Regions from separate parts of the Mus musculus genome. Here region 2 is linked to region 1. The links are chromatin contacts, called in public Hi-C maps. All regions are on one chromosome and are shown on one strand. The core of a region is the stretch at or near the end of the contact, and the rest is flanking DNA. Distances in the headings are between cores, read along the strand shown.

The links. Hi-C and Micro-C count contacts between places; a contact is called where the count stands out from the background.
Region 2: a contact with region 1 is called in a Hi-C map of the N1E-115 cell line, with 5 times the contacts expected there. The contact joins two enhancer-like sites. A contact is called at or near these places in 1 of 484 Hi-C or Micro-C datasets (the N1E-115 cell line) and 1 of 9 other capture datasets (embryonic stem cells).

Annotation. Positions count from the first base shown.
Region 1 is chr4:84,275,460-84,282,717 of GRCm38.p6, forward strand. It overlaps Bnc2 (basonuclin 2), which reads right to left. Exons shown (of 7, transcript NM_001369083.1): 7 at 1-988. The coding sequence ends at 328. Among named protein-coding and RNA genes, the nearest start is that of Gm33597, 58 kb to the left of the region's middle. Within about 2 kb of position 2,857, at least 4 of the 459 cell types and tissues checked have an H3K27ac peak or open chromatin away from gene starts, as enhancers often do. A contact at or near this core is called in the N1E-115 cell line, where this site is marked.
Region 2 is chr4:84,758,092-84,765,349 of GRCm38.p6, forward strand. No RefSeq gene overlaps it. Among named protein-coding and RNA genes, the nearest start is that of Gm12415, 20 kb to the left of the region's middle. Within about 2 kb of position 3,485, at least 3 of the 459 cell types and tissues checked have an H3K27ac peak or open chromatin away from gene starts, as enhancers often do. A contact at or near this core is called in the N1E-115 cell line, where this site is marked.

The sequences.
Region 1 (7,258 bases), core at 1,607-4,106:
GTTGCACACTTTGTGTGTTATGTTGTGTTTGTGTGTGTGTGTGTGTGTGTGTGTGTGTGCTGAAAAGGGCACTCTTGTTTTTACCCCAAGTAAAAGATCCACCCTCTCCCAAAACTATAAAGGAAAAAGAAAAAAATTTCAAAAGCACCTAGTATTTATCATTTTTATCTAAAGAAAAGAAAGTATGTGTGTGCACAAGTGTAGACACAGAGGCACACATATGTACACACACATATGTGCCCCACTGCGGAAGCACACACTGGCTATGGCAGTTCAAACATGTAGGCCATCTGGTGAGAGCTGGCATTTGGAGTGTCCGTTCTGGGACTAATCTATTGAAGTGAAGGGAATGTTTTTGTGAAGATTGGGGTTCTGGCTGTGCCTGTTTCGGCTTCGCACAGAGGAGAACATCATGTTACAGCCGGGGACTTTGCACTTATGCATCTCTCGCAAATGCACAGTTTTGTAGTGGACCCGCAGGGTCCCCTTGTTGCTGTACATTTTGTGGCAAATGTTGCACATGATCCCACCATTGCTCCCAGACAAACTGCTGAACATAAGAGATCCTGAAACTTCAGCCCCGAGGCTGCCGGGGAGGGTGGGGGCCTCGGCCTTGTGAGTGGATTCCCCACTGTCACTCGCGCCATCGATGTCGTCGAGAAGAATCCCCTCATCGCTGCCTGCATCGGACTCTCTGGAGGAATGGACACTGCTGCTGGACTGGAGGCTGGAGGTGGTACTCAGGTCAAGGACCATGTAGTCCTCTGCCATGCCTCTCCCGTACCCATTCAGGTGGGAGTCTTCAGTCCCTGCGGGAGAGGAGGCATCTTCCCTGCCATCGAGCCCCAGAGGGTGCTGGGCACCATAGATCTTCATCAAAAATTCATCCCGGAGGTCCTTGCTAAGGGAGGGCTGCGATGAGTCCAGGCTCATGTCATCCAGTTCTTTGGTCAACAGTTTACGATGCAGGTTTATATTGGCACTGTGTCTAGGAAAACAAGAGGGGAGGGGGGAGGCGCACAGGGAGTGGGGAGGGGGGAGAAAAAGGAGGGCATTTTAAAATTGATTCAACTTTCATTAAGCACCAAATAAGCACATTCATTCCTAATTACACCATCAGAAAAGCAAGCATTCCCCTCCATCCTCAGGATCTGGGAGTGAGTGCAGGTGGGAGGAGCGAAAGGGGGACTTTCCATTAACGTAGTAATTTTTATGAATAAGTTCTTCGAGAGAGAGCGCAGGATGAAGGCAAACCCCGGCACTCTTTTCTCAATGGCTGTTCCTGTTAGTGTGTCAGCCACAGAGGACCTCGCAGCAGACAGCTTATACATTAAATAAGAGCAGGAGAATAAACATGAAACAGGGTAAAAGAATGGAAATTCTCTCCTCGTCTCAATGGAACAGTCTAAATGTACTTAAAATCGGAAAAGAACAGCAAATAAACTGTTCCTGGTGCAGCAAATACTGTGTAAAAAGATGAGCATTTTCAAAACGTAAATGGTGTACGTAATTTAGGTTTAACTTTAAAAAAAAATTTTCCTCCTCACTCTCCTGTATTTCATGTTTATAGTTAAAAAAAAAAGTCTTAGCAAATTAGTGACTTCAAATAGTTAAGAGATCCTTTCTTGAACCTATCTGGAATTCCAGTCAAATCTAATAGTAAAATACATTTATTTTTTCAAAAGTTACTACATTTTATAGTATTGAACTGTCTTCATAAAATAATGCTATTTCAAGGTTTAATTCTTTAAAGCATAAGCTGCTATTTTCTAAAATATCCGGCCCCTACCTCCCCCCATAAAAAATCCAAAAGGATAAAATTAATGCACAGTAAATTAAAAAAATTCAAACACAATGACATATATTCCCTTTATTTGACAAATAGAACCCTTGCTTTGACAAGCAAAACCTCACCGAAAGCTTTGCTTGTGTTTAAAAGGGTGAGATTCATTCCCAGAGCATCTATAGGGATCTCACTTGAAAAGTCCATGTCACTGTTTATCTGAAAACATTGCCTTGTATTTACATCCCCCGTTGACTTTTAAAGCGCCCTTGGGCATATACCTCTCTCCACCTGCAAATGCTCAGATATTTGCCAAGTCCCTAAATTGAAAGCTACCCTCCAAAAAATAAAGTGATATAGAAACAGGAAATAAAACTTGCCAGCGTCAGAAGCTGGCATCTTAGAGAAGTTAATTGTGATAGTAGAAATGACCTAAACGGCCAGCATTAACTTCATGAGACCTCCTACTTATAATGAAAAGCCACTTCAATTGGCACCAAGTATAGCTAACATTTCCTAGAGATGTGTGAGAGGTATGTGCCTCCAGGACCAGAAAGGAGGGAGAGGTGTCCCACCTTTCCACATGAGACAATCAGCACTCTGGGTGGAGGGGGCAGAGGGGGGCAGCCCTCTCCACGCTGCACTTGGGAAGGCTGAGCTTACCTTGTGACAATAAGATCAGCTTTCTAATCTTTTGCTAAATCGATCACAAAAGAAAGCAAGAATGAGAGACAGAGAGAGAGAGAGAGAAAGAGAGAGAGAGAGAGGGAGAAAGAGAGAGAGAAAACAAATTCACATTCTAGGCATCCGGTTTTAAAAAACTTAAACAATAAAATAGGGATTTAAATTGTCTGATCTCAAAATTATTTTCTGTCATAAGTGATCATCTGTATGTTGTCTTGATTTTCAGATCACCTGAATATTCCAAAAACCATAAATCAAATGAGCTAAAACCGAATTTACAGCATCAGCATCATCCATAAATGAGTTCCAAACAGATGCATGCAGTGTGCGGATGTATGAATGTAGATAAACAGATGTTGTCACCACAGTCCTGTTCTGACATTCACCCTCTCTTCCCCTAACACCCCCCTGCCACTTGTCCCTGGTGTCAGGTGACTCAAGTGTACACTGCTAAGCAGAGTGCAGAAAGTGCCTACCATGAAGTTCTTAGAATGTCATGCGGGGGAGACACATACCACCAGGGCTTAACAAGAAGGAACGTGGAGATAGTTAAAATGTGTATCGCTCCTCTATTGATAAAACAGTCTGCCAACTGTAAGCAGCTCATGAAACCCTATCGTCACTCATTACTTTTAACACCCACCCTTTCCGAGTTTCATAAGCACACATCTGACTGCAGTCTAGACCTCTGTGCTGTTGCTCACACATCCGCAGTCACTGCACTTCCTAGGTTCGCTGCTGAGAAAACAGCAGCCAGACACACAAAAGTTGCATCAAGACAGACTGAATAGGAAAGAATAAATTAACATTGACAAGAGGGTATGCTGATCACCCAGAGGGACACCTCTGCCATAAGATGACTTGTGAATTTACACATCTCCACTGATATGTTACCAGGAAGAGATTTTTCTCTTCATTTCTCACATGCAGCACAAGAGGACTGTAATCTAATTAGATGATGTACCAGCCCTCAATATCTGTCAACCAAACGATGTGCAGAAATGTGGAGACCAGCTCTGGCACTCGGTGCAACAGTGTCCCTTTTCCGCTGTCAGCAGTACTGTTGGCCTCTGCTAATATAATTACATTGACTTTTATTCAATTAAGTGCCATCTCTCGCTTACAAAAAAAAAGCTACTTTATCAATTGATTCAGGTGTAATGTAATAATAAAGATGAACTCATGGCAGTGCATTAACTTTGCTGTTCATAACTTCAGTGCATGGGTTCATTCACAGCAGTCGATTTCCATTATGCAACCACAGTTCAAGAGAATTGATTCTTTTATGTTCACTTCTTAATCTATTTCATTTTTGTTTAATAATCTTCCCAAATGCCATATGCAAAACACATGGATGGGGTGAGGAGAATGGGCTGGGGGAAGCCTGCTGGTTTAGCCCCATGCCTTGGACTTGGGAGTCTTTGCCATGCTATTGCTGGGGTTGGAAGAAGAGCAGGAAAGTGGGCTGACCAAGGTTCCTAGCAGGAACTGGTCCTGTTCCTCAGGTTAGCGTTCTCACTCTACCAAATGGACCGCTTGGCTTTAACAAAGACCTATTGTCAGACCCTCTAATCGGTCAGTTCAAACCACTGACTGTCATAAAAAATACCGTCCTCGTGAGATTCAAAGACCCGGGGTTAATAGCCATTTGAAGAATATTACAAGTTTAATTGGATCAGCAAAACTGAAGAGGTAAAAAGAAGGAAGACAGAAAGAACTCACTACTGACAATCAGATGCTGAGAGAAAAGAAGCCCAAAGACAGGAGGGAGGGCACAGCTTGCTGCAAATAGGAAGAGCCCAGCACAAGGATCCATTATCCAAGGATAATGCTTGGTTTTGAAAAGAAAGGAATCCAGTGTTCCAAACATTTACCTTAAGAGAAGACTTAAATTTTGTCAACATTTAGACTAAGAGCATGAAGAATATAAGAAGCTGCCTCTGCCTGCCTTGAGTAAGCAGGTGATAGATACAGCTATGAAGAAGATTATCCGCACATACAAAAAAAAAAAGGAATGAGATTTAAAAAAATCATGGGTACAAAGGGCTTCATACACTGGCCTAAGATTTAGCCCATACTTTCAAAAATACAGATACGTTGTAAGTCAGCCCATCAGAGAACAGGAGAACAAGTGGAAGCCTTGAAAAACAGGTCGCATCCAATCAGTAAGACATACAAGTCTGGCACGAGGTTTCCCCAACCCAGCGCAGAAGAGAGTCATGAGACAGAAGCATTTTTCCCGTGTTTGTGTAATGACGATAGTGACAGAGCAAAAGTGGACACTCTAGTAAAGTTCAAGGCACACCACAGAACGTAGGCTCAAAATACTCATCTACCCTGGGCTACACACAGAGTTACAAATGTTCTCTGAGTTTCTGCCTTCAACATCAAATCTGCCAAAACTTACACCCAGAAAAGTCAAAATGTAGTAAGGTTTTAGATTGGGGCAGGGTGCTAACACCTAAGCTTCTGGACTAAAGAGTCATGCTGTGTACCTTTCTGTTTCTTGGAGGAAACCTTAGTGGTACAATCAATCACAGAGCACAGAAGATGCAGCAAATGCCCAGAGCCAGGGAAAGAAAACAAGCACTCTAGGCTGTGCTCTCATTTCCCCCTCTCGCTCAAATGCTCGACGTGAACTAATGTAATGTCTGACAAGCAAAAATGGAAACAAAAAAAACAGAGTTTGAGTTTGGTTTTGAAATACAGGGGAAGAACAGGTGGTTTTATTGCTAGTTGTTCATTTTCATGTGATGGTTACTCTCACTTGTCAACCTGAAATCTAGAGAGATCCAGGCTCACCTGAGAGATGGGCCTCTGAGCATGTGTGTGGGGATTACCTTAATTAGGTTAATTGAAGTGGGAAGATTCACCTGCACTGGGTGGTGCCATTCCCTAGGCTACACTGCATAAAAACGAGACAATAAGCTGAACATAGGCATCTACTGTCTCTGCTTCCTGACTGGATATGATGCAAGCAGCTGCTTCAGGTTTTTGCTATACCGACTTTCCTACCAGAGTTGACTATTCCTTGAACTCTAAAGTAAATAAAACCATGTTTCATTAAGGGTCTTTGACCCTTCATGTATTTTATCACAGCAGTAGAAAGTAATTAAGACAGCTGGTCAGAAACTGATTTCACAAATTCATGAATCAAGCTAATATATTATATAAAATGTCCAATACTTACTTTTAAATTATTTTTTTGCCATTCTGAGTTTAGTGAATTATTATTACACAATTCTTTGGTTAAAATGGAAGTAAGGCTTCACTGTTGATTACATTTTGCATTTACTTTCTTGCTCCACTTTGTAATCTACCACAAATGTATGCCAAATATTCTCAATACTGTCTAAAATGATCATAGTCTACAGGAGGAGGAGGAGATAATGATGAATTGATGATGATGATGATGTGTGTGTGTGTGTGTGTGTGTGTGTGTGTGTGTGTGTGTGTTAGCAGTCATCCCTTGGTATCATTGAAGGATTAGGTCAGCATAAACCCCCAACCAAAATTCACAGATTCTTAAAAGTCCCTTATATAAACTGCTGACAGTATTTCCAAGGGTACTACACAATCCTACATGGTATATTAAGTCATTACATATGATTCCCATGTGACATAAATGATATACAAATAGTTGTACTACATCATATAGGAAATAGTGACAATAAAGAATGTTTCTATGTGTTGGATGCTGTTGGGTGCATTTAACATTCTTTGTCTGTGGTTGGTTGAATCCACGTGTACAGAACTGCTGGACATGAAGTGTCAGCTGTCTATGTGCATGAGGAAAGGGGAGAAGGCAGTAAAAGGGATTTTTATCAAATCTAAGAAAGTATATGTGCCTGATGTGAATGCAGTATTGGTTAGGAAAATATTTCCATACAGAAATGTATACCCACTCTTCAAATCCTCAGAAATAGAAGATTACAGGCCCTACTTCTCAGTTGCTTCTCAGCTGAGCTGCTACAATACTGACTATTGAATTCATTGCAAAGTGTATCACTATTTATTAATTAATCGCATGCTTACACCTAAATGAGTTAAATGACATTTTAGCACTACCCCCTCCCTAAAAACAATTCAAAACAAAACTGTAGTTGTTCCAGAATTTTCACTAAACACTCTCTCCAGACAGTCTGAATACCCTCCCCTAGCAGAGGAAGAGATCCAATGTAAAATTCTAGTGGGTAATTCTCAAACCCCCCAAAAGAAAGGCATACTTAATGCAAGAAATAAGAACTAAGAAAGTTCTTGCAAATTAACAAACTATGAAATTCAGTTATTTCAACCCCTTTCAATATAAAACAAATCACCCATACTGGTCACGCAGGCAGTTCCCTCTACATTCAAATCATTCACTTGAAGATAAGCTCCCACCAAACCCTTTAGGGGATTAACTAATTTACTGCACAGATACGGCACGTCTGTTGTAATAACAGGTAGGATGTATTGGGGTCGACCATTTATCAGAATTAGACTTCTTTTCTCAATTCACAGTGAATTATGCTGCCTACACGACTCCCCTCTCTCAGAGCCTGCCATCCCCTTATGGCCCCTAACGTGGCAGGCAAACAAAATTGACAGTCTCATCTTGTCAACAAGGGGCGATTCTCTTGAGAAGCCATTTAACTTTGCAGAGGAAGCAATGTATTAATGTGCTTGTCCCAGGAATGTTAATCATCTTCAGGCTTCCGATCTAACTTTGACATGAACGAAATCACCAAATTTGTTTACTAAATGAATCGTAATATGCTAATAAGAAAGCATGACATCTATGGAAAAGCC
Region 2 (7,258 bases), core at 2,235-4,734, 480 kb after region 1:
TTTAATATGTTTTCATTCACTGGTTTTTTGAATTTCTTGTTCCCACTGTGCCTTACCCCAGATTTGGCTTATTTATCCTCAGGGCATGACTAAATTGGAGCACTCTTCTTTGGGTGTGGTTTTTCTTTCTCTGGATGAACTTCAAAAGGAGCAGCCCTTGTGAGCCTGGGGTTGAGTCCTCCTGTAACCATGACACATTGGAACAAAGACACTTACCACTTCAAGCAGCCACAGCTTTTAGAAGAGTAAGGATTAGCAGTTAATGTCATTGAAGGAGTGGCTAGCAAGAAGATTGATGATTGCTGATGCAGTCTGAGAATCTTGGCTCGGTATTTAAGAGTAATTTTACACAGAAGATGGCATGAAGAGTAGATGCTCGGAGAGTTTTCTGATGCTTCTCTAAATAAAATTAGGAGGGACGTTATTGCTCCTTGAGCAACTAGTGAATGCCAGGCATCATATAGTCCCCCATCTCATGAAATCCTCCAGATTTCTGCAGAACTGGTACCACTCTGCTAGTTTTATAGGGAACCAAAGTACAAGAAACTTAGGGTAGTTAATGTCACTAGAGGTAGAGGAATAACTTTACCCAAAGCTCTCCGCTCCAACACTCTCCTGATTCACTATAATGTTACTTCCTCTTTTATATGTCTACCGGGGGCCTTGTGAGTGTATATGTATTTTTTAAGTTCCCATGGTGACTATGATGTTGAGTGGAATTTGAGGACAGGTTTCTATTGCTGAGGACAAGCATCCAGCTAAGGTGTGAGGGATTTAATGCATTAATCCTGCCAGGACTATAGTACAATGTTTATATTTCAAAAGGCAAACACTTAGAATTGCCCATGTTTAACATCATGGAATTTATAACCCATAGTGAGCTTCACTCACTGTAGAGGTAGTCCAGGGGGATACCCAGAGCCTCACATGCTGCCCTCAAATCACCACAGAGGCAGATTACTTTCACGTATGCCCTCCCCTTCTCTGCTCTACTGGTCCATTCTTTAACTCGGGATGCTCCCACTGAGACTATGGCATCCCAAGCTCTAACGATTCCTTAGCCAACAGTCAACTTCAAAAGCAATTTTACATGTATTGGAATTTAATAAGAAGAAGTAAAGGAACCTGGTTAATGTTAGTAAAGAATGCTTCCAAACAAACGTTTGGCTTCCTTAAAGTTACCTCTCATGTTTAACTTATGAGGGCTTTAGAATCATGGGGGATTTTGGGTTTTATTTTCAAACAAAAGCTATTCTTTTAGGGAGCTCCTTACGTTTTCAGGTGACAGCCCCTCTGCTTTTCTCTCTGTGCACAGACTGCCAGCATCTTCAGACAGGATGCTATGTCTCACTGGTGACAGTCCAATCTTGTCAGTCAGAAGTCTCTACTTCTTTTTCAGGACATGGAATTGACCTTTAACTCTTGTTTTGATTTGGACTATTTCTTCCCTCCTGTTTTATTTTCCTCTTCAGGGGCATGTTTCATGGCTCGGATGCCCCTGCTCCCCTGGCACGCACCCCTGCTGCTCCCCTGACACGCCTACTGGTGCCTCCTTACGTTTCTACTAGTCCCTAAACCAGTGCTATCCTCTTCTTTGCCAATCTGTTGAGATGTCAGATATGTCTCCTCTACTCGTTGGTCTTTTCGGTACTTTTAAACCTTTTATCTGGCTTTTTAAAAATAGCAGTCTCTTTTCATACAGATGGCAGAGGACACTAATCCCAGTAATTCCTCATTTCCTATTAACTGACTTCTATGGGGCCACTTGTACTGGTCTCTTGATGTTTTTTCATTCTGCCAGATCCCTTCAGTGACTTGTGGTCCTTTCTATGCGAATAAAAGATGCAGCTGACTGGTATCTGCAACGTCCTTCTCTCTATGGTCTGGCTCTCAGGTAACTCTCTCCAGCACCAGGCCCTTGAGTCAGTCTAACTAATTGATATGTTTGAAAGATATCTGGGCTTTCTGAGTCTTCTCTCAGCCTCTGTGCGGAGGGATCACTGGTCTTAAGTCTTCCCACTACCTTTCTCTGTGGAGTCTATCTTGCTTCTCTAGTCTATTTGGTCAGACTTTCCCACACCGTTCCAGTTCATACATTTTCCCGGTCTCAGCTTTGTGCCTCCGTGGCATTATTTCTACTTGATCTCCTTCATGGACTGGCTTTGAGATTTGGGATGAGAAATGCTTTTTAGCTGACAACCTTCCTGTAGTCTGCTTCTTTCTTTTCTTTCCTTACCCCTTATGTGTCCTCTGGGCTTTGTCAGAAGCCTCTATCAGGGGTAGGAAAAGGGTTCATTATGACCCAGGACACTCCTCCCTTTGAATGTCATTTCCTTCTCTGCCACAGTGAGTGGATGAATCCAGAAAGAATCCTGGAAATGTGCTTGTGAACTTTGCAGTGCTCTGTACGAGGGGAGCCAACTGCGATTAAGTAGTTAAAGGATTAGCAGTTTTTGCAAAGCCTTTTCCTGGAGATCTGAGGAAGAGAAAGAATATAATACCTATAACCAAAGCCTACCACCTTCAACTTTAAAAATATAGATCAGCATCAGTTCCCTAATTCAGTTTGTGCTTCCATCAAACAGATGAAATACGCTTGATAAACTGGATTCACTGCAGAAATTGCAGACTCTATCTAGGCAAGACCTCATTAGTGCTACGTCGGAAGCCGGCAAATCTAGAACTCTCAGAAGACCGTGATCATGTCTGTGAAAACCATGTGCAGAGGAGGGCCTGACATTAATATCTGAGGTTAGGCCTGTTTCGCTTTCTATATAATAACAGCTGACATTGATTGAGTGCAAGCTATGAGCCAGGTACCTGTTTCAAGCACTTTACAGTTAATCACGTTACAGTTACTGCTTTTGAAATCCTCACACTAATTCCTACAGGTCCACTATTGTATTTATTGTCTGATAAGGAAATCGTGGCATAGACACACTTGCCAAAAGATGTTTGAACATCTAAGAAGTAGGGGTGGCAGGCAGACTGGAACCCGGGAGAGCAGATGGGACCCTCCTCTGATTATTGCGCTTACAGTTTCTCGTTTTGCACAGATATATGTCTACTAGAAAATCTTCCTATCTCAGAGTAAAATGTGAGCACACTTACTAAGGGACAGCCACAGAGCTGTAACACACGTAAGGAGACATTGCTGGTAGGGTTTAAAAGGTACTCATGTACCCATGACCCTTATTATCCTTCCAATAGCTACATTCCATCTCTAAATTGAATACAAAGCCCACACAAAATCATTTCTTTGTTTATAGAAAATAGCCCCATTTTTTTTTCTCAACACAATAGTTAACGTTTGTTACGCTCTGACGTGATCCGTGATCTACCGGGCACTCTGCAGACATTATTTCAGGAAAGGCAGCAGTCATGACCTGAGCACTTCTGTCATTGTCCTCTTAGTGATGAGGACATCTGTTTAACATGCTCCAGCTCCTGAGACAGTTAATAGTCCTGTCAGCATTTGCAGCTCAGTCTATCTCCAGACTCCTGTGTTAGACAGGTTTTTAGATGGCTTCTGACCTTTGCTCCCTAGTGTTGCTCCCAGGATTGTGATATATCACATAGTGTGCTGCTTAGTTTTTTGTCAACTTGACACAGGCTAGAGTTATCTGGGAAGAGAGAACCTTAATTGAGGGATTGCCTCCATCAGACTGCCGGTAGGCAAGCCTGTGGGGGCATTTTCTTGATTAATGATTGATGTGGGAGGACCCAGCCCACTATGGGCAGTGCCACCCTTGTGCAGATGGTCCTGGGAGATATAAGAAAGATAGCTGAAAGCAGGCCAGTAAGCAGTTCTCTTCCATGGCCCCTGCGTCTGTTTCTGCTTGAGTTCATTCCCTGACTTCTTTGAATGATGGATTATGACATGGAAGTATAACGTAAATAAACCCATTCCTCCCAACTTGTTTCTGGTTGTGGTGCTTATCACAGTAACAGAGAAGCAAACTGGAAAACATGGAACAGAAATTTCATTAAAAATTTTTTTACACAGTATATTATGATCATGTTCCCCTCTCCCAACTCATCCCGGATCCTCTCCCCCCACCAACTTCTTTATGTTCTCTCTTCTTCAAAAAGAAACAAACAAAAAATTGAAATCAAAATAAAAAAAAACACAAAACATACAAAAATGAAACAAACAAAACGTGGAGTCCATTTTGTGGTAATGGGAACTTTGCAAATGTAAAGGGAGATTTTCCAAGTAGGACAGACGTAATTACACAAGCCCTTCAAACAGTGTTTCCTCTGGTTGTTTGCAAAAGCAATCTCGAAAATGCAGAGTGGGAGAAAAGACTTTATACCACGACTGCCTTAAAGCTGGAGAGAGACTTGTGTGAGGGCAAAGTGAGGACATAGAGGAGGGGATGTGGGCATCCGGCTGGCAGACAACAAGAAGACAGAAATCTCAGACCTATAGCTGTCACCATGGCTCTGGTCTTGTGAGTCCCTGGGGAGAGGCACCCCAGATGAGCCATGCTGAACTTTTGGTCTACAGAGATGTGAGCTGAAAATGGAAGTTGTCTGTAGACATGCAGTCTCAGGGAAAGTCACATGTGAGCCAGTGTCATGCCAGGAAGCTGACATGAAGCCTGAGGCTCTAGAGACCCCATGCCTAGAACCTCCTTCCTTCTCCATGGGACACCTCATGGTTCTCCTTGACTCTGTTCTGATTGCTTTGCTCTCTCTCTCTCTCTCTCTCTCTCTCTCTCTCTCTCTCTCTCTCTCTCTCTCTCTCCCTGTCTCTGTGGTTAGAAATACTCCATTTTTCTTAGCTCAGGATGGGTGAGAATGCTGCACCCCTGCCTAGAGTTTTTCTCCACCCTTTAGAGTGGGCTTCAAAAACTGTTCCTTGTGGAGGTCTTCTGGGATTAGGTGTAGGCTCTCACAAGAGTCTTCATTGTCATATTTAGCTCTTTCGCTATATATAAATAAATTCGTGTGATTTCCCTTTAAGTATATCTATCGGGTCCCCTGAATGGTCAGTTATTTATCCTGTTCACAAGCATTCAAACAACTCTCTCAATATTTACTTTTCTATCTAATCAGTGATTTTTCTCTTTATCACATGCCTTCTCTACCTAGCCTCTGAGTTTGTTGGGGACAGAGAACAAATTTGTTTGTCTCTCTTGCTCCCTGAGTGTGTAGCTCAAGGCCAAAGACAGTGACACTCAGTAACATTTTAATTATGAAAGGAGGGAAGAGAGAGTCATTTCCACTTGGCTTACTTCCACTTACCCTCCCAGTCCCTACCTCATATGGTGTCATCTGTGGATTTATTTGTATTTTTGCTCTATATACCTTTCTCCTAGAGGACCCAAGTTCAGTTCCTAGAGCCCACATCAAGCAGCTCATTATCACCTGTAACTCCATGTCCAAGGGGTCTGACACCCTCTTCTGGTCTCCATCCTCACCAGGCACATAGGTGCACTCATCTATACTAAGGAAACAGGAATAAATCCCATTTAAAACTTAAGGGAACTAGCTGGGCCACCTCACGAGGTGCTCAGATCATCATTCCTCTGTGTGTAGGCTGCCCATCAACTTCTAGACTCATGGATTCTCTTGCCTCTGCCTCCTAATTACCTGGGAAGCTGGAACTACAGGCTTGAGTCCCTGTGTCAGTCATGGGTTTCATTTGTGCTCATTCACCTGTCTAGGAAACCAAAGGGGTGACTGACTATGAAACTGTCTGGGGAAAAGGATCTAAGTTGGTGGAGGTTACAAGATGGTGGAAGAAATAAAGATGGTTGCTGCCAACCCTGACAACCTGCGTTTGATCCATGAGACCTACATGGTAGAAAAAAAAAGAACCTATTCCCAAAAGATGTCCTCTGGCATTGACTCTGGAGCAGTGGCAGAAATGTGTGCAACCCCCCTTGCCCCACCCCCCCACAAACAGCACACAGCACACACACATATAAAATTCTATAAACTATTGCATTATTAGTATACATTAACATATTTGTATATATTAATTAAGGAAAAGTCTCTCTATGTGTACTCTGTGTGTGTACATATGTGTTGTGTGTATATTGAACATGTGGGTACATGATGTGCTCCTGTGTGTGGATGTAGTTCCTCAGGTGCTGTCTACCTTGTTTTTGGAGACAGGGTCTCTCACCCATCTTGGAATGTGCTATCTGTGCTAAGCTGTGGTCAGTAAGCCCCAGGGGCCTGCTTGCCTTTGGCCATTCCAGTGCCGAAGGTTCTAGCACACACCATATACAAGAATTTTTTACATGGCTTCTGGGGATTGAACTTGAGTCCTCATGCCTATGCAACAAGCTCTTTACAGACTGTTTCCTCAGCTCCCATAGAGTCTGAAAGACGAGAATACAAGCAGTAGACTAGGAACCAAGTTTACTGTTCTGATGTGAATGTAGACTGTCCTCCAAAGGGCCATATATCTGAAGCTTGATTCCCAGTGTGCAATGGGGTAAAGCATCTAAGAGATGGAACCCAATGGAAGGTGTTTAGGTTACTGAGGGCAGCATGGGTTACAGTTGACTTCCCAGAGTGACTTCTCAAAGTTGTTTTGAAAGAGCAAAACTTTGTCCCATAATCTCTTCCCCTTACACATACAATTTGTTCTGAAGTGACAGAGCAGAGAAAAGACCTTCAACAGAGGTCAAGCCAATAAGCCACTTGAAACTGAGGCTTCAGTCTCTGAAACTAAATTAAAGGATTGAAATAAGCTTCCATTGATTTATTTGCTTGATATTCATTTAATTGTCTTTTAATCCAAGGTCTAATTATTAGCCCAGGCTTGCCTTGAAAATCCACCTGCCTCTTCTTCTTTAGTGCTAGAATTATAGAAATGGCCCACCAAATTCTGCTACCTTCTTTCTTTATTAATACCTAGGTTTAGGTATTTTGTCATTGCAATGGAAAACTGACTAAAAAAGAAACCAAAGTTCTGCTGAGCTGGAACCACTATTAACTTCTCCTTATTTGTTTGTCCAATTAGAGATTGAAAGTAGACACATATAAGGATATTATTTAATTTCCCTAAATTATGCATCTATGACTGGTGATTTCTGCAATATTATTTTGGGGTTATTTATAGAAGTGATTTATAAGTGATTCTTAAAGTCTGTAAGATTCATACATTTTATAAATATACTTTGCTTAGTTAGTCATAGGGTAGGAAGATGTAATGGTAGCATTTAGGTGAACTTTTATTAAACAGCGCTGCTTTTCCTCAGTCTGTACCAGCAAATTGTCATCAGGACTCATTAAAACA